Linked DNA regions of Mus musculus: region 1 is linked to region 2. Evidence: chromatin contacts called from public Hi-C data. All regions are on one chromosome and are shown on one strand. The core of a region is the stretch at or near the end of the contact, and the rest is flanking DNA. Distances in the headings are between cores, read along the strand shown. Region 1 holds the start of Tbrg3 (transforming growth factor beta regulated gene 3). Region 2 overlaps Tcf20 (transcription factor 20).

Evidence for each region. A called contact is a pair of places that touch in the nucleus more often than the background predicts.
Region 1: a contact with region 2 is called in a Hi-C map of cerebral cortex, with 2.0 times the contacts expected there. The contact joins the promoter of Tbrg3 here to the enhancer-like site in region 2. A contact is called at or near these places in 1 of 15 datasets of contacts at CTCF or cohesin (the NIH/3T3 cell line), 10 of 484 Hi-C or Micro-C datasets (the AML12 cell line, CD4 T cells, Th1 cells and 7 more), 7 of 115 datasets of contacts at active chromatin or transcription factors (the HPC-7 cell line, the SCID.adh cell line, cardiomyocytes and 3 more) and 3 of 9 other capture datasets (adipose tissue, liver and pancreatic islet).

What each region holds. Positions count from the first base shown.
Region 1 is chr15:82,894,037-82,900,477 of GRCm38.p6, forward strand. It overlaps Tbrg3 (transforming growth factor beta regulated gene 3), which reads right to left and starts at 4,425. Exons shown (of 1, transcript NR_027799.1): 1 at 1-4,425. All of the region lies in intron 1 of Tcf20 (transcription factor 20), which reads right to left. Gm20324 (predicted gene, 20324) reads left to right here and starts at 5,044. Exons shown (of 4, transcript NR_045068.1): 1 at 5,044-5,232.
Region 2 is chr15:82,854,349-82,860,410 of GRCm38.p6, forward strand. It overlaps Tcf20 (transcription factor 20), which reads right to left. Exons shown (of 5, transcript NM_013836.3): 2 at 1-2,936. The coding sequence starts at 2,900. Among named protein-coding and RNA genes, the nearest start is that of Tbrg3, 41 kb to the right of the region's middle. Within about 2 kb of position 2,868, at least 49 of the 459 cell types and tissues checked have an H3K27ac peak or open chromatin away from gene starts, as enhancers often do. A contact at or near this core is called in cerebral cortex, where this site is marked.

The sequences.
Region 1 (6,441 bases), core at 3,175-5,674, 41 kb after region 2:
CAAGCACTAGGGGCTGGAGAGATGGCTGGCTCAGCAGTTGAGTGCTTGCTGCTCTTCCCTAGGACCTGAGTTGGCTCCTCAACACCCACATTAGGCAGCTCACAACCTGCCACCCCAGCTCTAGGAGATTCAGCACCCTCTACTAGCCTCCACAGGCACCTACACCAAATACACACTACAAATTAGATTAAGAAGGAATAATCTAGTTTAACCCTATGACTTTACAGCTCAAAAAAAACTGAAAGTGATTTACACTGACAGTCAAAGGTGGGGGCCTGCTCTTTGCCAGCCGAAGTGCTTAACATGTAAACATGAGTACATGAATCTGATCTCTAGTACCCTTATAAAAAGGCTTCAGTACTGAAGTTCACCGCACAGACATATACATGTGCACCTACACACATATACATACATATGACATAATGTACTCCCCAATTTTTAAAAATTCACCAGGGTCTGATGGTCATGCATGCCTGTTATGCCAGCAATGAAGAGAAAGAGGCAGGTGGATTTCTGTGAGTTCTGGCTGCCTAGTCTATATAGATTTCCATCACTAACAGAAAAACCCCATGAAATTCCAATCTGAAGAAACATTGTGCCAGGCGGTGGTGGCACACACTTGGGAGGCAGAGGCAGGTGGATTTCTGAGTTCAAGGCCAGCCTGGTCTACAAAGTGAGCTCCAGGACAGCCAGGGCTACATAGAGAAACCAGGGGGTAGGGGAGAGTAAGAAAAGAAACATTGTTATCAATATGAAGCAGTATGGACAAAGACTGTGTTACTGTTACTTTTCAGAAAGACAGTGTTGGCTTCTTAGACCCCACTAACTGGTTTCTTATCCTGATTGTGTCTTGGTCCACAATGTATAACATGGAGAAATGCTTCCTTAGAGTTCAGTTACAATGAGGCCTTTTGATGTTATCCCCACACCTCAGTTTCAGTTCAGCCCTGGTTTCACTTCTATGACTAAAAGTAAAAACTATTACTTAGGAAGCCTGAAAAATATTCACTGTGCCTAATAAAAAGTAGGAATTCTTCTTAATTGCAGTAGTAGTGCATGTCTGATCCTAGAACTTAGGAGGAGGAAGTAGGAGGATCAGAGGTTCAGGGTCATCCTCAGCTATATAGTAAAAGGCGAAAGATTAATACAATCTGAAGAGAAACCAGAGTATCCTCAGCTATATATATAGTGCGAATGAGCCAGCCAAGTTGGGGGGGCGTGGGGGAGTAGGATCTCTTGAGATGAACAAGGGTACTACTTCTCCAGGTATGTCCTTGATTACTACTGTGGCTGGCCACATAAATGGGAAACAGGTTCTGTGTGTTGTTTTGTAAGTATGGGATAAAACACATTTGTTACAGAAAGCATATGTTTAATGGTGGTAGCAGACTATGAGAAGGGAACAACATTTCCTAGCAGTGGCCCTCGGTATTTTTTCCCAGATGTTCAAGGCCAAAGTAAATTACTTAACATTTTTTACTTGTCCTAAAGATTAAATCTGTCCACGCAGCTGAGAGAAATGTCTACAAAACAGGGACCATCTTTGAAACCAATCTAAAGCAGCATTCTATGTCATTATCATATTAAGCTTCTTTTCTTTCTTTTCCAGATAGACTTGCTCATGTAGCTCAAGCTGGCTTTAAACTCACAATCCTGCTTCTGTCTCATGAGTTCCCAGATTATAAGCAGGAACCAACACATCCACCTATATTTTTTTATTCTCTTTGTTGCTATTACTATATGACATTCTTATTTACTTACTGTTTATAGTCTGCTTTCCACTTCTTCTACCTTTTAATGTAGCCCATGAACATCTATTAATGCAAATGGCCTGACATATACAAGAGGATTTTAATCAACATTTAGGGATACAATGTACAAACAAAGAAACCATCTCCATATTGTGTTAATAGTCAAGTGTCCCAATCCTACAGAGAGAGTTTCTTTTGTTTTTTTTGTTTGTTTGTTTGTTTGTTTTTGAGACTGGAACACTATGTAGACCAGGCTAGCCTCAAAGTCATAGAGACCTGCCTGCCTTTGAGAGTACTGGGACTAAAAGCATATACCACCACAGCCAGCTCTATGTTCTTAAATCCATAAAGAACCACCAAATAAAGCCACAGCTATACCAACAACTCCTGTTACATAGCATATCTTCCTGCTAGTCCTGTGCATTACCTCAAAGCAAGCACGGCCCTAATATAGGAAACTCTGAATTTTGTCACCATGAGACTCTTTTCCTCTGTACTGTGGGTACCATGGTCATGACAAGCTCCTTGGGAAGCTTGGGTGTATATATAGTTCACTAGCAGAATACCTGCCTGTCTAGCACAATTGAGACTGCTCTCAATCCCCAGTATCACCTCCACAAGACTTTCAAGGGCCTAAAACTAAAAATACTCCCCCAAGAGGGAGTAATGCTTAAGGCATCCTGGGACAAGTTCTGTTTTTCATAAATTTATGTCAAAAAAGTCTCACTTGGCCAAAGTGAAAGCAATCATGACATGGTTCCTGAACACTTGCAAACCAGTCACACAGGCAACAAGAAAGACAACCTTTTATGACTTCTCTTGCTCTTTCAGGTTATGTTTTCAGCTCAAGACAAAATGGCAGAAGTAGATAAGAAAGAGAAACGTCTTACAAATTAAATCTTAGGCATACCAGCAAAACTGGCCAAGCAAGGACAAACTGAAAGTTAAGAAAATTCCCAAGGGTCACAGAAACCACCTTCCAGTATTTCACCCAGCTCCAAATTTCATATTCACCAGTTTGGTTGTTATTGCTTGTTGTGCTGTTGTTTGTTTGTTTGTTTGTTTGTTTGTTTTAAAGAGCCAGTAGAGCAGAATGACAGTAGAAAGCTAAGTATTTTAGGGCCACCCATACTAACTAATCTGCCCCTTGAGCAGGCCCTGAGTTAAAAGGAACCTGGTAACAAGTTTTGGGACCTAGGAGAGAAGAGTTATATTCAAGCTCCACCTCTCACTAGCTTATGTATTCTGTGGAGAAGGAATAATGAACTCTTAGGTCCACTGGGTAGACATTTTAGGACAGTTTAGAATTCTTTGGCCTAAGTCCATACATTGTTTTTGTTTTTAACGTAAATGTTAGCTTCCTTTCCTCTCTAAGTTAAAACTTAATAAAGGCAATTCTCCTACTATCTTACCTATGTAAGATCTCTCATATACATACGTACATACATACACACTCACAAACTACCACAGTAAAGCTTTATAGTAATTTTTTCATAAGCCATAAAACAAGCATAATACATACTTGAGTGTGAGAGGTGCTTCTAATTCAAGTAACTGGCACTTTTTCAAATCATACAGTAAACATGAGGTCATAATTCAAGTCCTAATAAAAAATTCCAAATAACTCATATGTATAATCTTAAGTGTCTCCTTATGTGACAGGCATGATTTTAACTAATATAAAAGAAAACCTTCTTTTAACACATACACAAGATAAACATTATGAGCCCATTTTGCCATCCACGTTTAAAGACCATTAAGGCTATACAGACCAAAATTTTTTAAAAAATGATCTAAAAAAACCATAGTGAGCTATATTTTATGGGGAATTGAGCAAAAACAAAAAAACAAACAAAAACAAAACAAAACAAAGTCTTCCACAAACAAGAGCAAAATCCAAGTTGGTCTAAGAGTACTTACCATTCAAAAGCATATGGCCCAGGGCCCTCACACACCAGAAAATCAGTAAAACTAACGGGTTCTTCAGCATCTGCCAGGGAAGTACCCTGCTACCACTAGGAATAAACCGGGGATGCAAACCATTTACTGCATCCTGAGGTGGATATTAATTCTGCAAGCCTACTACATCGCATAGCTAATTCTACTTTATCCCTACTCCAAGACTGAAATTGGAATTTGAAGTTAGCCAAGTAAGAGTCACCTAAAAGATCTTGAAATAGCATCCCTTCCCCACGTGGAAAGGGCTTCCAACAAAAACAGACCCAATCATCGCATCCATATTTCCCAATTAGCCAGTGCTTTTTCGGAAAACTCTTATCACAAAGGAAAAAAAAAAAGCATAATAATGTGCATTCAACATAAGCTAGACTGCTATTAATAGTGTGCGTTTTCTCTTCAGAAGCACAGAAAAGCACTGGGAATTGAGCACAAACTACCCTGACCAAGTTACTTCTCAAGCCAGTGAGGCGCATCTTACATCTCTCAGTAAAGTTCCTATGATCAAAATGAGAGCGAGCACAAAACCGGAGTGGAAGAACCACCAAACCAAACTCAAATAAACCTTCGAAATGTCTGGCCTGCAAGGGAGTCTTTAACAGAAGTGTAATTGAGGCATGAGAGGGTAGGTAACTTGCCCAGGGCTACAGTTTATTTGGTGGCCAAGCTGGAAGTGCATTCCAGGCCTCCTAGATCAGAATTTAGTGCCGTTTCCCCAGCTGCCAATGCCACCCCATGTAAAATCTTTTATAAAACTCTTCACTAAGGCTGTTAACATAAGGGTCCAATTATCATTCAAAGATCAGCCTGTTAGATAATAGCTCAAAAATTCCATCCATTTTTATAGCATTTACCAGAGTCATCTAATCTCTGGAGGGAGAACGCAGAGCTCGGGTAGAAACCCCTAATTCTGATTCGTCCCCAAAGGAGTTGAATACAGGCAGGCAAGCAAAACTGGTGTCCGCACCCACAAACCGTGGAGGAATCCGCAGCTCCACTGCCCCCCCCCAACACACACACACACACACACACTAAATTCCACTCCCATCCCGGCGCACTCAAGACATCCCACCTCCCGCCGCAGGCCGGATAGCAAACTCTTCTATAAGCCACCACTTTTCCGTGAGAATGAGGAAGAGAGACTCAGAGCCTCGCCTTCCCATCCCCTACCCGCGAGAAAGAGCTCCTTCGTGGACTCCGCGGGACCCTGCGCCCTGCCCTGCTCACCGCGGCGGGGGAGGGGAGAGCGCCCCACACAGGAAGTGCATCCTGCGCCCCTAGCTCGCGCCCCGCCGCCGGGTACCTGCTCTGGGCCGCCGGCAGGCGACAGGCAGCCGCATCCACATGGCCTCAGGTGTTCGCGCGGCTGCTCCGCCAGCCCCAGCCGGCCCCTCCCCGGCCCGCTCCAAGCCCGGCCCTTCACGGGTGCCTCGCCCCCAGCCCCCGGCCAAGAGGCCAGCAACGCCGGTCCCCGCGGGGCTGCCAAGAACGTGGACCCCTCAGCACCTCAGGCCGCAACGACCAGGTATCTCCGCCCGCAGCCCCAGAGCCTCCGGCCGCTCTGCCCTGACGCCGGTCCTGGCCGTTGACCCCTCGGCAGCCCACGCCGGTCCCCTCAGCCCGCTCCGCGACTCCCGAGGCTCAGCACTTGCAGGGCGGGCCGGGCCACGACCTGTGCTCCCAGCAGCCAGCCTGAGCGGCGCGGCCCGGTCCCGGCCCCTCGGGCTGCCCTTTCTCCTCAGGCCGGGCGGCGGTTACCTGCAGGAGCCCCCCGGCCCGTCCCTCGGCCTCCGCCGGCGCTGGGAGGGGAGGGGGCGGCGGCGCGGCGCGGGGTGGGGGTGGGGGTGCCTCCACCGCCTCCAGCGCGGACGCCCAGGCCGACGGCGGGGCGGGCCGGGGCCGCGGCCCCTAGAGGCTCGCTCCGGCCCGCGCGCTCGCTGGCTCACTCCCCGCTCCGGCGCGCCTCAGGGAGGGCTCCCCCGGCTGAGGCCGTGGCCGCCTCGCAGGGGCCGAAGGCGGCTCGGCTCCGGGTTTTTTCTCTCCATTCTCCCAACACACAGGAAATAACAGAGCGTCAGGTGACGGCGCGCAGCCAATGAGGCGGCTCCGGGCCCCGGCGCGCGGGCGGGCGGGAGGGCGCGCGGCGGGGCGGGGCGGGCGCAGGGGGCGGGGCCGGGGGCGGGGTGGCGCGCTGCCCACCCGCGTGTGGCAGCGTCGAGAGGCGCAGCAAGGAGACCCCCTACTCTGCGGTCCGGGACCACGCGCCCAGTGCTACCTCCAGCCCTCCGCTTAAGGCTACCTTGTGGGGTGCCCCAGAGCAACTTTCTGGGGAGTTAGTGGCACAGAACCTTCTACTGGGATTTCTGGAGTTCTCCCAGAGCCTCCAAATCCGAAGTCGCGCCTTTGGCAGCCCTTGAAGCCCGTGGCAATTTGTATAGTTACTTGAGCTGCCACCAGGGTGGCTCCCGCTTTCTTAACGTCCGCCGGGCCCAGGTGGGTAACATGGCCTGGTGTGTGCGGATGCACTCTCTGCCCATGGTGCCTACTGGGTGTTCCTGGATGAACAACAGTCTCTGACACTCAGTTTCCTCCGTTCTAAAAGCAAAGAAGCCAACCTACCTCACGTGTAAAATAGACTTCCACACCAGTAGTCTGCAGTGGTGCTGAGGTTCTGCACTCCTGGATGGTAGGCCCAGAACTGAAGTAAGAGATTTCCAGGGCCATGCCTCAGGCC
Region 2 (6,062 bases), core at 1,618-4,117:
GATTTGGATTGTTCAAAGTCTTCCTCTTTTATCTGTCCACTCTGGGATTTCAATTTTGTTTCCATGGACACCAACCCACCAGGAAGAATGACTGACTGACTTAAACTTGGGTTGAGACGTTCATTCCTCCCAATTCTGGCATCAGTACCCATGTGTCCCAATGAGTGAGCCCCTGGGTCCCTGACAATCTGTCTTAGTGGGGATATATCACAGATTACTGACCTCCTTTCAGAAAGGGAGCCTCCAGGCTCATGGGCTGATGATGGAGGTTCTATCTCAAACTTCCTGGGAATGGGATAGTCAGACAAATTGATCTGTTTCATTTCAGGAGCTGTGCTGCTTGACTTCCTTTCCCATGGTCCCCAGTGGGGATTTTCCAACAGGGATCCAATACTCTTGTTCAGAAGGCCCCTGCTAGCTAATTCATTGGTTTGACTGACTAAGATGTTAGGCCTTGCAGTTCCTTCCAGGCCACTAGCCATCCCTTGATGTTCCTGTGCGCTTCTAGGATACCTTCTGTCAGGATGGTGGTGGTAGCCCTGAAGCACTTCCTGTAGAAGACTTGGGAACTTCTCATTTCTACCCTTTCGCTCTCCATGGCTGCCAAAATCCCCCTTTTCTTGTCCTGAAGGATACTGAGGATAACCACTGACATTTCGTGGTACAGCTGACCCAAAACTCTCTTTGTAACTATAGCGCAAACTTCCAGGAGACTTGCTAGGCTCAGTCCTGCCTGTGAAACTTGGGCCTACTGCGGAGTGGCTACTCGGGCCATTCCCCTCTCCATTGTGGTTAGAGCTATTATTATCACCATTCTTGTTTCCTTTGCTCCCTCCTCCTGGAGGATCTGGCTGTGGAAGTGATGTGTGGCTGATTTCCTTTACGCCACTATTGCTAGGTGGTCTCTGACTGGCAGCAGGATCATCCTCCTGGGAGCCTTTATCTTGTCCACCAGATTTTTCTACCCGACCTGTCATGGCTTCTCGGGAGACAATCACCCCAACTGTCTTCTCATTGACTTTTGTGTTCCCCTCAGATGACAGTGATGTGTCCTTAGCACCTGGAGAGGCAGCTTCGTCCCTAGTTGCAGGACTGGTACTGAGCCTAGGGGCCTCATTCTGAGCACCTTGTGTTGGTGAGGAGCCAGCTTTCTCTGAAGCGCCACACTTATAGGTGGTGTCAGAGCTAGTGCTCTGGCCACTCAGTTGCCTCACCCTCTCACCTTGATCTTCTGAACTACTAGAGCAACCTCCATCCAATGACTCAGCCATAGGGGACTTTAGTTGTTCTTCAGGCTGTGAGGAGCCTTCTGAGTTTGTACAGCTATCTGCTTTCTTAGATGATGATGAGGGCCTCTTAGACGTCTTCTTCTGAGGTGTCAAAGCATCAGAAAGTAACATGTGCTGGACAGTATTAGGAAGATTGGCCACTTGACTACTCAAAGCACTCAAACTACTCAACCCAGGATCAGTCAGCCGCTTTTCCGGCACCCCTTCTAATCCAAATCCTTTGAATCCTGCAGCATGAGAGTTAGGACTGGGCATCATTGATGGAGTTGGACTGAGCTGGGGCATTAGCTGTAAAATTCGGTTTCTGGAACTCATGGGCACATTGCCTTGCCCACACTGGAGATTCTCACCACTCTGCATGAGAGGAGAAGGTGTAGAGCTACAGCTTGGAGACTGAACCACAGAAGCAGCTGGAGAAGGGTTAGAAATAGGGCTGAAATTCTGGTGGAACTGCATGGGAGACCTTACAGGAACCTCAGGCTGGTTGTACTGCCCAACCTGGCTTTGCAGAGGCATCTTGGTGGCAGCATTTGTGTACTGCATCACATGCTGGGGAGGATGTTGCTGCTGCTGCTGCTGTTGCTGCTGTTGCTGCGGCTGCTGTTGCTGAGGTTGTGGTTGCTGCTGTTGCTGCTGCTGCCCCTGCTGGTTTCCTGGTGGAATCTTTGCCTGTTCAAAATTTTTCATAGACTGAGGTTGATAGCTATAATTTGATTGTGTTCCATAAGCCTGTGCATTAGAACCCACATTATGCCCTTCATACTGAGATCCAGCATTCACACTGTAACTGCCATCATAGCTTTGTCCAGACTGACTGAAACGCTGTGGAGAAGGGAAGGAGGAGGAGGAAGAGGAGGAAGCAGAAGACTGGTAGTGCTGTCCAAACTGACCTACTCTTAACTGATAACCAGCAGAAGATGGCAGAGTTGAGGGCCGCTGCATTGGTTGTAGATGCGATGAGCCAGAGGCTGGCTGTCCAGTGGTTTGTGGCAGAGGCTGATGGGATTGGTAAAGCTGTTGTCTCAACTGCTGTACTTGCTGCTGCTGTTGCTGCTGCTGCTGCTGTTGCTGCTGCTGCTGCTGCTGCTGTTGTTGGCTAGAGGCCTGCTGTTGATACTGAGCACTCCCAGGAGAGAAAGGCCCTGTGTAATCCTGCTGATAATGAGACACACCACCAAGGGCAGAGTGCTGTGCTTGAAATTGGCTCACATGACCCTCACTCGCATACTGATTGCCAAAGCTGCTCCCCTGGGGAGGTCCATAGCTCTGTACAGGCCCAGAAGGCCTTCGCTGAGGAGGCTGTGGGGTTCCTGCTGCCACTGTGTCTTTGTTGCCTGCCATGTAGTAAAAATCTCCAGCTTCTTTCCTGAAACCCTGATAGCCTTGATGGCCAGAGGTCTCACTAGCCATTGCTGCCGCTGCAGCAGCTGTTCCTCGTCGACCGCTACTGCTGCTGCCAGTGCCACTACTACCACCACCTGCTCCCCCAAAATTCTGGAACATCTGGGCCTGGCGAGGGCTGAACTCTTCTATGCGGGATGAGCTGTGCACCTCCTGTGGGTAGCTCTGCTGGTTTCCGTGGTAACTGCTTTGCTCCCGAAACGACTGCATACTGTTCAGCAGCACAGCAGCAGGCCAGCAGCCCTCCTAGAAAGGGAAAAAAAGAAAAAGCATGAGACATGCATCTGCTTGACACAAAGATCAAGCCTAGATAAATAACTCAGTGACCAGATAAAGCTGATTGCTTAAATTCCATCTCCTTTTTCTATCAATTTCTAATAATGCAAGTAAGCAGATAAATGGTCTAAAGAATGAAGGAATCTGTAATACAACAAAGAAAATACTAGGAATACACAAACACATTCAATATAGTCTTTAAAAACTTCATTAGATAAATGAGTCTTACAAATTCAACTGGAGTAAATATTGGAATGTTATTACAAACAAAGACATTTTTTAAATAAATCTTTAGTTACTGTGGGGTGACAAAAGCTCTTTTAATTTAAGCTGAGGAGCCTCAGATAATGACGGAGCAGTTGTTTCAGGAGGTGTCCAAGACTACTCCAATCACTCCAAGACAAAGACCCATCCTGAGAACCAAAGCTAGTTCCTCAAAATCGCCTGCTTATGGTGACTAGTGACTCTGGGACACTCAACTTGGTATTACTATGGATTCCTTATACTGTAGTCACCTATAAGTCAGATCTGACTGCTTCTTGACATAAAATTGTCTTCAAAGTACCTCTCTTGACCACCTAATTCAGAGCCACCAAGAGCAAGAGACCACAAAAGAGTAGTTATAAGGTCCAGGACTTTGAGTCTACACATTCCAGTCCCAGTTGTGGACTGTTCTCTCCAGCCTGGTTTGGAAAGCTGGTGACCTCACTTTTATTGAAAACTAGTATTAACTTTTGTTGTCTTTCTGTCATCATCTAAGAGCATTATTCTCTCCAATGCATTCGGTTTTTGGTTTTGTTTTGTTTTTTTTTAAGATTGATTGATTGATTGATTGATTTAATATGAGTACACTGTAGCTGTCTTCAGACACTCCAGAAGAGGGCGTCAGATCCCATTACAGATGGTTGTGAGCCACTATGTTGTTGTTGGGAATTGAACTCAGGACCTCTGGGAGAGCAGTCAGTGCTCTTAACTGATGAGCTATCTCTCCAGCCCAGCACCCAGTTCTTTAAAGAACCCTCGATGCCTCAGGAAAAAACTTTCTGCTGGGATGTCTCCATGGAAGTAGAATCCTGCCATTCCCCACCTGATGTAGTCCCACCTTTCTGACATTGTCATTAGGTTATTTGTGTTGTCTGTTACACTACAGGAGAGTATGACTCCAGGTAGAGGATACAGTAACAGGTCATGAGTTTTGATTCTGGGAAAATGTTTAATGCATTAGTACAAAACCCACAACAATTAAGACAAGGAATAAGGCTGTGTTGCTCATTAATAATTCTTGCCTAGAAGAGAAACCCAGCTGGAAATTACCCGCTGAGCCATCTCACCAGCCCTCTCCAACCCAATCTTTTCTCCCCCAAAGACCCCTGAAGAATCTTCAAGAAAGTTTCTACCTTTCCAAGTAGATTTAGCTATTGCTATTGATCTATTGCCAGAATGACAGAATACATTCCTGTTTAAACAACAGCAAAAAAGTTTCAGTCCTCAAGTTAATAATTCTATTTAGACCCCCTGTGAGGATATACTAACTGACCTCTAGGCTCCGCTCCACAGAGAAAACAGACAGGCTCTACCATCCTCTGGCTTCTGGACCAGTTTGGAAGTAGGGAACAAAATTTACTCTCCTGGCCCTGACTAGGCAATTTTTGAGGCTGGTAAAGACTCTGCTAACAAGCTCTGTCAGATGTTTGGCAATTTAAACATTTAGCCATTTTCTCTGAGCTCGGAAATTACTTCTTGCCCTTAAGCTCAGGAGGTATTAACAACTCCCCATGAATACCAGGCCAGAAGATGCTAATCTCCCAGTTTGGTTATCCTTCTGCATGGCTGTCCACATCCCTTTCTACATGCTCAGCAGATCAGGAGCTGGAGCTGGGGCTGGGAGTGGTACTACAGGGGGTTAAAGTGTACAAAGAGAGACTAGAAAGAAGAAAAAGAGAGGCTGATATTCCCTGGAGGCAACTGCAGCTGACACAGACTCCCAACAGCTCCCCCACAAACTCCCAAGAATATGTACTATGATGACCAGATCATCAACAGCCTGACAGGCTTTCCCAATCCCGGTTCTTCCCATATTGAACCAATCCTTATTCTTATTGGTATTACAAATAAGTTTTAATAAATTCCTTATACAAATTATTCATAGAATACAAAGCTTCTCTTCTCCTGAACAAACTAGAAATGCAATTAAATGCACCTCAAGTTACCAGTTTTAATGTGCTATTTGTTTTCTACTGGGACACTGATTGATAGATAAAGTACTCTCATTCTCAGAATTTCAGAGTACCCTATTATGAGTTGAGGAGTGAGAAACACTTATTTCATACAAAATGGTATACAACATGGACTAAAAAAGAAACACGGGATGTCAGACAAAGTACATAGCAACACTGCAAGAAATACACTAATTTCAAGAGTAGCAATCAGGAGATAGGCAATGAACCAGAATGTGGTACAGTCAGCAGAACTCATTAACCATTACAGCCAGGGTTCCCATGTAATAATATAATACTAGGTGGTGCCATTTGTAGAAGAACTCGTTTCTACAAAGACAACATGTATTTATTCTAACAAAATCAATTTATTTTTACTTCTGGGAACAAGGTCTCTATTGTAATGCCCAGGCTGGCCTCAAACTCACAGCAATCCTCCTGCCTCAGCATTTTGAGTACTGAGATTATAAGTAAGCCACCACATCTGACTGAATTTTTTTTAAATATTCATTTATTTTATTTATATGAATACACTGTAGCCATCTTCAGACACACCAGAAGAGGGCATCAGATCCCATTACAGATAGTTGTGAGATACCATGTGGGTGCTGGGAACTGAACTCAGGACCTTCGGAAGAGCAGTCATCGCTCTTAACCACTGAGCCATCTCTCCAGCCCTCAATTTATTTTCAACAGCAAAAATAATGAATGCTGTTCTTTTCCTGACTACCTCAGTGTCTTACCCTGAACTACTACTTTATAGAGTAAATTACAATTCATATACATATATGTTTTGGTTTTGTTTTTTTTGTTGTTGTTTTTTTTTTTGCTTACAATGCACTGTCCAATCACAACCCTGTTCCCTGTTCTTTTCTATTTG